Regions from separate parts of the Cyprinus carpio genome. Here region 1 is linked to region 2. Evidence: chromatin contacts called from public Hi-C data. All regions are on one chromosome and are shown on one strand. Each heading gives the region's core, a stretch centred on a gene start, on an enhancer-like site or on the middle of the called end of the contact. The rest is flanking DNA. Distances are from core to core; before and after follow the strand shown.

The links. Hi-C and Micro-C count contacts between places; a contact is called where the count stands out from the background.
Region 1: a contact with region 2 is called in a Hi-C map of skeletal muscle, with 4 times the contacts expected there. The contact joins the enhancer-like site here to the promoter of LOC109107931 in region 2. A contact is called at or near these places in 5 of 8 Hi-C or Micro-C datasets (liver and skeletal muscle).

Annotation. Positions count from the first base shown.
Region 1 is chrB2:20,166,803-20,171,812 of ASM1834038v1, reverse strand. LOC109107931 (laminin subunit gamma-1) reads right to left here. Exons shown (of 28, transcript XM_042718564.1): 2 at 3,910-4,214. Among protein-coding and RNA genes, the nearest start is that of LOC109107932, 25 kb to the left of the region's middle. Within about 2 kb of position 1,897, at least 1 of the 8 cell types and tissues checked has an H3K27ac peak or open chromatin away from gene starts, as enhancers often do. A contact at or near this core is called in skeletal muscle, where this site is marked.
Region 2 is chrB2:20,135,219-20,140,649 of ASM1834038v1, reverse strand. LOC109107931 (laminin subunit gamma-1) reads right to left here and starts at 3,690. Exons shown (of 28, transcript XM_042718564.1): 1 at 2,962-3,690. The coding sequence starts at 3,331.

The DNA.
Region 1 (5,010 bases), core at 648-3,147, 33 kb before region 2:
TGATGTCGCACAGTACTTGCAGTTGAACTTTGCCTGTTTGCGGCCACATGCTGGGAGTGCCAATGGGAATGGGAATGAATGCAATGGTTTTGCTATAAACCGCTCGAGTGGGTTGATTTTACAAGTGGGGCTGACAGAATAACACAGGAGGTCAAAGTGGAGCCAGGCAACCCTGTAACAATGGTGAACATTTTCAGTCCATTAAACCCCTGCTGGAACTGAGGAGGAAACGTCCTAAAGTCAGTCTGACACCTTATCCGTAGCTGACAGCTGTGATTCAGAGCATGTTCCTGTTTGGGAAGAGAGCCAAAGACACCACAGTTCTCTTCCCCCAGAGGAACTTACATAAACACAGACTGATCACAATGAAATGTTTGGATCATCAATAATATCAGATTTTCCTCACATAAAGCTATACTATAATTTAGGAATGGGCAGTACAATCAAAATCTATAAGCAATGTGCGAGTAATTTTGTGTCACTGTTACTGCAGATCACAAATTTATTTTTCACAGCATAATTTTAGCTAAATGTTACATATTTATATTGTTTTTAAATTGAGTACATATTAAATAATAATCAATTTGTAAAAGATTTTAAAATCTATTAAAGCAGTACAGTGTCCATTATCTCATCAGATTATTTTTTTGAACTGGAGCTGCATAAATAAATCTGTCATCAGAGCAAAAACAGCTTTACTTCATGTGGCGTCATTAAAAGCAAAAGACTCGAATTATAAAACAAATCAGTTAGACTCTAAATTCTGCCTAAAGTCTGAATATTGTGTTTAAAATGTTTGCATTACTTCATAAGGCCATTTTTTGAGCTTGACAGTTATAGTCACCATCCGCTTTCATTGTCTGGAAAAGAGCAAACAGGACTCCTATTGTGTTTCGCGGAAAACTTACATCATGTGTTTTAAGCAAAACGATGATGACAGGATTTTCACATTTGAGTGCACTTTGACTTTAACCCCTTTCAGCCCCCAAGAAATGTGATACAACAAAATTTAACCATCAGCTCTGCTTGGAAACAAAAGATAGAACATATAAAAGTAACAGCTAATTATCAACTAATGATATTAATGACAGATGTTGAGTGAAGCCAGTTTGTTGTGGATCATTTTCAAAGTCCACAAACAAACTAGTCATCTTCACTCCTTCTCACACACTACTATAAAAGACCAGGCATGACAGCCACATAAACCCACCGAAACAGATCCATTCCTATAAAAAGAGTTTGGGCCTTTGGTATTAATAGCTTTACGCCACATGAGATGTCTGATATGGAAGTATCTGGCGACAGGGCTAAAATTGTACATTTGGTAAAGGTAACATTAAATTTGAAAAACAATGTTACAATAAATAAATAAATAAAAATAACAAAAACAAATGTTTACCATAATAATACTGCTTAATTTTGTTAATTAAAGGTGCCGTCCTACAAGAATATAAACCTCTACCTATAATAAATTCTCTTTTGTGAATTAGAGACTACTTGGACTGACTTGAATTTTCATCATATGAAAGCAAATGGTGAAAAAAAAGAAATGATACAAATAATTCGAGGAGACACAAATCAACACAGATCCAAGAGTCCTAGGTCTTGCATGTACACTGCACGTTGTCCATCACATGCACACACACACACTCTTTTCCAGCTGTGTCTGTGCACTGCCAAGCACAATCAGAACGGGGTGGGAAATCTGGGGGTGTCACCTAGTAACATGTTGCAACTGTTGGCTGTGCTGAGCGAGCGGGAGGCGACGTAGCACCTGGACAGCGAACCACGGGTCTCTCGAACACACAGCAGCCAGCCTGCCTGCTTCCATGCATGAATTCAGCCATACATTATCTGCTGTCCACCCACTCCTGCTCATATCTCACACACTTAACCTCTTTTCGTCTCCCTGTAACCACGGCAGCATCTTGTTTTAGCTTGGCATGCAGACCGCTTTCTCTGCCTGACAACAAATTCCACAGTCAGCACGCGGAAGGACTGACTCAGCTCACATTGGGTTGAGTATCTGTCTCTTATTCATCTAATTAGTCTGAGAATTTTTTTATTTTTTTTTTCTCTCTGTGGTTGTGGTCTTGGGAAATATATCAAGTTTTGGTGAAATGCAACAATGTAAAAGTAGGATTTCTGCATAAAAGTAATTATTTGTTGTATAACGGGCAGAAACATGTCATAAACCTATTTAATAATAAAACTGATGCTTTTATGAAGCAACATAATAAACCTCAGTGAAGTTGGCACACTGTAAAAAGAAATAAATCAACAAAACTATGCCATTCATTTGTGCCGCAAAAATGAACATTTGTGCTGGTTTGGTGTTTGAGACATTAAACATAATTTTTTTGACTGTGACGTCACTCTCCACCCCATGTTGCCCAAATTGCTCCAAATCAGTGCAGTTTGTTTGTGTTGGGTTTGTGCCATTAAAACAAACACTGCATCTATTTTCCTTCCTTAGATATGACCAAATTGTTATCGGGAGCTGTGATGTTACTCTCCACCCCAGTTCGTCTAAATCGCACTAAACTGGTGTCATTCATTTGTGCTCGATTTGTGCCGTTGAAATAATCATCATATATATTTGATGATCCCCTTCTTAGAAAAAACAAACATCATTTGGGACAGTGATGTCACTCTCCACCCAATGCCGTCCAAATCTTTCTAAACCGGTGCCGTACGTTTGTGTTCAATTTGTCCCAGGTTGTGCTGTTAAAAGACACCAAACCAGCACAAACGTTTGTTTTTGCAGCACAAATCAGCACAAATGTAGCACAAACAAATGGCATAGTTTTGCTGATTATTTATTTTTATGTGATGCCGACTTCACAAAGGTACAAAACCATGGTGCTCATCCATGAAAAATAAAATAAAATAAAAACTAAAACATGATGCTCAGCCATGAAAATAAATAAATAAAACAAAATGTATATATAAATATACACCAAGAAAAAGTTGGGGCTTGAAGATTTTGTCTTAAGAAATTAAAACTTTTATACATAAAGGATGCACTGAATTGAACAAAAGTGACAGTAAAGAGGTTTCAAATATTGTTTCCACAAAAACATATCAACCAGCAAAACCTTTAAATATATGTGATGATAAAAAATGTTTCTTAAGCACCAAATCAGCAAGTTAGAATGATTTTCTGAAAGATAATGTAGCATTGAAGACTAAAGTAGTGGCTGCTGAAAATTCAGCTAGGAATACATAAAATAAATTTTACTATTACTTTATTATTTGATCAATTTTTTTTAATGATTTTCTCCTATTGCAGTTACAACAGCAACTTGGTGCAACTTATTTTCCAGAAAATACAGTAAATGGAAATTTTTGTTTTACTGATATATTTCGCAAATACTTATATCTCTCACTTATATCTCTCTCTTGTGGGGAAGTCGTGGCCTAATGGTTAGAGACTTTGACTCCTAACCCTAAGGTTGTGGGTTCTAGTCTCAGGCCGGCAATACCATAACTGAGTTGCCCTTGAGCAAGGCACCGAACCCCCAACTTCTCCCCGGATGCCACAGCATAAATGGCTGCCCACTGCTCCGGGTGTGTGTGCACTTTGGATGGGTTAAATGCAAAGCACGAATTCTGAGTATGGGTCTCCATACTTGGCTGTATGTCACGTCACATGCAAATGCTTTTAAATTATGAGCGGTTTGTTTGAGGCTGCGGAACGTTGCTCAATCTGGATTAAAAATCTTGGAAAAGTAACTTGGCTGCAGTCGCACATTACTACACAACACCACATCTGGAAACTGAGTTTTCGATTCCCACCAATAACTTTGTTACGTCTGAGACTGAGTGGTGTGAACGTTTTTCATGAGTGAGTTAAGAACAATCAAGGGAAAGTGAGTTCAAAAAGAGAAACATAGAAGACTGGTTTACCTGCAGTACAGGGCTGTTGTCAAAATTATATTTGCTGGGTCGGCCCTCGAGTGTTGAGAAGGCCACATTTCCTCCGGTGAGAGGTGAGATGTCGCTAAACTCATCTGTGCACAGAGCCTGCTGCTCGTCCTCACCAGTGCGAATGAAGCCGCGGTTGATCTTGCTGAAGGTCTTCTCGCAGGAGCCGCTGTAGTACTGGTAGGGAATCCAGGGCCCGTCTTCACTAGTGCGCTTGTAGATGGCAAAGCTCTCAGGACGGCTGGTATGAAACTTCAGACGCACATAGGTGATGTCGAAAGACTTGCCTAGAAAAAGAGAGAAAGCAATATTAAGCACTGCAGTTTATTCTTCATTCCTTCAAAACACACTGAAAACACTAAAATGTAACACTATAATGCAATGATCATTACCAGTCCTAATATTTCAATGGGAAATGCAAACAATTTTTAATAGCTTGGCACACGATGCATGGGAAAGTCACAGATAAGCATATGACCACATACGGTGAGGATATGCAGCATATATTTAGGTATACAGATGTGAGATTAGTGAGATGTGCTCTTTAATGTGCAGGGACTGCAAGGCAGATATCACACAGATAGACCGGTAGTAGTGTCTGCAAGCTAAAGGTAGAACGGAGTTCAGATAAAGCGAAAGATGACTGGATACCATATGCTCTCTTTCCTAAACAATCTGTGCTTCCGTACGGCTCACTAGCAGATAGAGCTGGGTTCAAGGACTGGATAAGACACTAAGTCAGCACTGCAGGTTTCAAACATACATCTCTGAAAGACGGCACAGAAAAAGGGATCAAGGTTAAGCAGACAAGCCTGATATTCCACACAGCTGGCATAACGCCACTCAAACATAACCTTGTTTCACTCAAAATGCCTAAGAGCTCCTTCCTGTCCGATAAGATCTGCAAATCCGTGCCCTCAAATTTCCATTGTTCTGCTCTTTTTTTCCCCCTCCAGCTGCTTAAGTATTCAGGACTGTAACCACCTTAGAAATTAGAGGAGGACAAGCCAATTTTCCAATGATTGTGTCATAATATTATTTATTTAAAATACAATGAAATGTATAAATACAAATCACCTGCAT
Region 2 (5,431 bases), core at 2,441-4,940:
AAGATTAATAACATGCATTTAGGAAAAAAGGAGAGGGAATGAACAATTAATTTTCATTCCATGCAGACTTGAATTCATAATAAAAAAATTCAAAGAAATAAATACTTTTATAACAAAGACAGTAAAACATTATATACTTTACAAGGGTGTACAAGTAAATATTCTATGGCTGACTAAAAAGTCCTTGTTTTAGAACCTAAGTATAACATCAACACCTAAGACAATTCTAGAAAAACATCCTCCTATCTACAGAAATATAAATTGGCACTTCTAGATGGGTATGACACAGAATAGCTAAATTTATGTCTGCAGACCCTCAGGGCTGTGTCTGACAAGAAACCATTTTTAAAGCATCAGCATCAACAATTTTCCATTAACCTAACCATTCTTTAAACCACCAGATTATATACAGTATATTTGCCTGTACAAGTTCAGATGCATATGTCTGCAAGTCTTCATCAGCCGGTGTCTGGATGATGATTCACATTTCTCAGTCTCACGGCATTCTTGAAGCTTGACAGGCCAGCCAGAACTGCTTAATAAAGAACGAGTGTGGGACATACAGAAATGTTCAATAGTAAATCTAATCTACCCTCCTCATCTGTCCTTGCCCCCCAGGCCAGGCCAAATCTCCATGCTCTCTAAGGACTCAGCAGTGTCATGTTAAGACATGCCTGCTTCCGCCTCGACCATCCCAACGAAGGCAGAATAAACATGAAAGCCATCAAAGACAGAGCACATAAAATAAAAGCTTATGGCTGGGACCCAAACTACTTGTGGGTTCCCACCTACAGAGTCGCTTTGGAAAAAACAAAAACCATGGAAGAACAAAACAAACAAGTAAATCAACAATTGTGAATCTTCTCAGATATTTTGGCTTCAGTTCTCAGTAAGATGTGTAAAAAGAGATACGTGTCCACTTCAACCCATTAAAACAATGTATTTTTGAATAATGCATAAAAACACTGTTTGGGAAAAATTATCAAAATGCATATTAAAAATGTTATATACTTTTAAAATAAAGATGCGTAAAAGGATAGATTTTAAGATTTTAGAATCTGAATAACCTTCTTTCACCACAAAGAACCTTTCGTGTAACAGAAGTTCTTCAGATGTTAAAGATTCTTCGTGGAACCATTTAGACAAAAAAAGTTTTTTCTATGGCATCGTGAAGCACCTTTATTTTTAAGAGTGTAAATATATAATTTACATTTATTTTTAAATATTTTGTTCGTTAGAAGTCTATGATAGAAGCACATTTTTCAAATAAATAAAAAATAAAAATGTGGCTCAACAAATTAGTCAATTTCATTACTTGAAGGTGCATGATCAAGATGAAACGCATCAAATATTAGGCTATATGTCTGTCAGTTTCACGCTGTTTTAATGACAGGATTCAAATGCAAAATGCCTAAATCAACAAGAAGAACTAAAGTTAATTAGAAGAAAAGGTGTCTGACGGAAAAGGCCCGTTGGAGACCATGTGCTAACAAATGGCTGCTAATTAGCCAAGTGTATGATAGAAAGATTAAAAGCCAAATCACTTCCTCTTCCATTATCTAAATGCAAATGTCTTATTGACACCCTGATTACAGCTCATTAGACATACTTGCATTTGGGTATATAGCTGCATCTACTTGGGAACGAGAGGCTACAGAGGTCCTGGCTTGCTGGGACTCTATTAATTGGTTACATTACTGCTCTTTTCCCACAGTCAGAAGAACCTCCTCCTGCAACCCAAGCGTTCTGCTTATGCTGGAAGAAATTCAATGATTTGCGTAATGTGCACAAATTCACCGCCTAGTAGAGAGGTCACTCCAGATCTAACAGAGGGTCTATATTATTTTCTAAAACAGGGATTCTGAACCCAGAGTATGTATCTTGTATGATCTTCTTAGGTAAGGCTTCTCCTTGATGGGCCCCAGAACTGAAGAACAGTAAAGTTTGAGCTGTATTTAAAAGCATTGATTCTTGCTAAATGACATCTAGTATATCATAACAATATAATACAACAAAAAGTTTAACCATGATGATTAGAAACACACAGATTTATTATTGCCTAAAGCTATGAAATATGAGTGGTGATGATGACTGAGCTATGAGTGATCGCTATTAGTAGTATAATGCAGAAATCTAGATTTGCCATATGCTTCACATCTGAGCAGACTGAAAAAGTGGACAGAACATATGACCTTTAAAGTAAGTTATTAGTACATATTTAGTGGAATCTATTATTTATTTATGAGACACTAGCATTTATTGTCTCACTACAACTGCCTAAGCTAAAGTTTACAATAAGCCTCATTTGTGCATAAAATATAATGCATTATAATAAGCAATGCATTTTCACAGTACTGATTACATCTAGATTTAAAAAGTTATTGTTACATTTTGCAATTTACATTTATTAAATGCTCTACAAGTACTGTTCATGTTACCTAATAAGATATTATTGTAAAATGTTACCTTGCTTTTTTCCAACTCGTCGTACATTGATTAGTCAGCATGGCTACTTAATAGTTTATTATAACTACTTTCTAATAAGATTAATAACACAATCTAACAAATAGAATAGATACCAGCAACTATCCAAAAAGTAACTAAGAAATACATAGGGAATAGTAACTAGTAATAGTGAAATTATCAGCTATTGGTTACTAGTCAAAAGTGAATAGTTAATATCTTAATCAGAGATCTCTATAAATTTCAATAAAAAAAATGTTTCACCAGTAACAATGAAGTAGTTGTCACTAAGTAGCAAATAAATAAGTTACAGTATGCAACGAATACATACTGGTGGTGACTAATTTTAATGAATAGCTACCAATGAAACTGAGATGCTAACTTTAACTAATGCTAAATCGACTTGCCACAACTCTGGAACAACTTTTATTCACAGCGCAGGAAACCAAAGCAGATTTTTGTGACTCTGACACGAGAATACAAGAGAAAGCTGCTTACCCAGGTGAAGGGTCAGGTTGATGGAGTTTGGGTACTGGATGCCCGCTAACATAGTCTGACTTTGCCACCAGGTGGTATCCGCTTGGTTGTTGTAATCGGTGAGATAAACAGCGCTGTGGTGGTGTCTGGGGTCTCCGGCGTCGCAAATGTGGCATGATTTTGTGACCCCCGTTACCCCGGTCTGTACACAGTATTCTTCAGGCGGCGAGCCGCAAGTGTTGGTGGCCACTACAGTTACATTGAAAGCGGCGTTAACAAACTCTGGCATGCAGCGATGAGGCCGATTGGAGTCGTCTATACATTCATCCATCGCTCCGTGACTGCACGCTGCCCACAAAGTCCATAATAACAAACAGCTAAAAAGCGACATTGTGTCCTTTTGTTTATGCGACCTCAAGTAGCTACCGTCACTGTCTTGATCCCTTCAGTCCTCGTAGTCTTTAAAAAGTTTGCTGTAACTCGCCAGCTACCGAGTTTGTGGTTTTATAAATAAACTCATGCGGAAAATGGTGGTAATCGCTTCACCTCCAAAAAGCGATAGTTGTGGCTTAACCTCCTCGCGACTTCTCTCTTGCAAACCTTCACTTTATTACTGCTTTGTAACCACCGCCATAGGGAAAAAAACTTTTGGAGAAAAGGAACTGTCCGACTACACCCTGGCAGCCAGTGCGCAAGTCAAAGTACTTCCAAAAAAAAAAAAAAAAATCCCTACGTCTACTTCCGCCTGAAGGGATGCTTTGATGGACCGCCGGCCCGCTAAACAAGGCAAGTCCAAATGGACAGAGAGGCGTGAGTGGGCGTGGCGAAATGAGTTTGGGTGAAATGGGCGTGGCTTTGCGCTTTCCCAATTGGTCAGTTTCCCAGTCCACTCCAGGAGTGGGTGGGGCCGGAGTTTCATACCTCACAGATTCTCAACGGAACGATGAACTGACCACTAACTATCCGTAAATAGATAAACAAATGTGTGTTGAACCATGGCTTGATTCGCCATCAGAAAAAAATCTCTCTTTCAAATAGCTGTCCATACGCAGTCAGGCAGTTAAGTACTTATCATTTTATCTTCAAAGAGACATACTTTCTGGATGATTCCCTCGTGCTATGAATAACTAGGAGATGATAGCTGTTGCTTGCTGTGAGCAGTGGGGTCAAAGAGCAAGGTTATATAGAAACCTACTCTACCAGGCAAGAATAAATCCCAAGACTTTAAATAGATGAGTCTTACGTTTTGTGGGCTGTTTATTAATATTTTACCATTGTTTCTAAGTATAGAGAATCTTCTAAAAGTTTGCCCCACACTTACCTCAAAATCAACTTTTAGGTTTTTACGCAGCTAGAATATTCAAAGCCTTCACAGGACTAACTAACTAAAAAAATAACCACAGTTAAGATTGCAATTCTGGTAATTTGTTTTCCTTTTTTTTTTTTATTCCAAAATCATGTGTTATATTTCACCTCAAAATCTACTTTATATTCTTGATATTCCCAAATAAAGTTTGCCCGATGGATTGATTGGAAAGTGAGAGCTGGAGTACTGAATGATCTGAAAATGTGTGTGTGCTGTTGATAAGAACTATAGCAGATACTATCTGATACTACTCTACATGAACCCAGTGAGTGTCTTACATCGACAGCGAGCATCATCTGGTCTTCAGACGCATTCCTTTAGATAACGCTATTACGATTTAATCAAACTGTGATCAAAGAACAAAACTTTGGTGTTTAACAAGACAATCAATCATCACCGACCATGGAGATTGATTAATTAATTGGTTTAATAGCTCTCTAAATAGGATAGAATTGCTCTGTTGGAAAGAAATTGGTTTAAATTTCCCTTCACAAAAATGACATCACGGCCTATTTAAAATGCTAAAAAGCAAAAGATATGCTTATACAATTTTGAGCTAAGAAATCTTGACATCTAGCAGTACTATTAAACCTCTGACCTTGCAATCAAGGCAGCTCTGTACTAGACTTCTGTCTATCCATCAATCTCCTAGTCATACTACATCCAGGACAGGGGAAATGAGGGCTAGATTTATCCCTGTATGTCAAAAAGAGAAATGAGTGTCAACACTTTGTCAAATACTCATTTCTGCCCCCCATACCACTGCATCAAGCTCAGGCATGCCCAGGTTTGTGCATTGTCTCACTGCTACCTTCAAACTTTGAACACATTCATCCACAATTGTTCTCTAAAGATACAAGAGATAGCCTAGATACTCTCTCATCTTACCCAGAGACTACGATTTTATTCTTCTCAGAGATATTCCACACATTCTCTGGAATTTTGCTGTGGTGTCAGATTTGCTTTTTTGGGTAAACCAGATGCGAGTAATTCTTTATATAAAAATGTTCAAGTAACAAGTCAAGGAGTTATGGAGTTTAAGTGTGTACAGAATTTGTGGTTATATTTGAAATTACACGCTGAAACACAATTATATTTGAGTTTAGATTAGTCTACTAGGGCGTT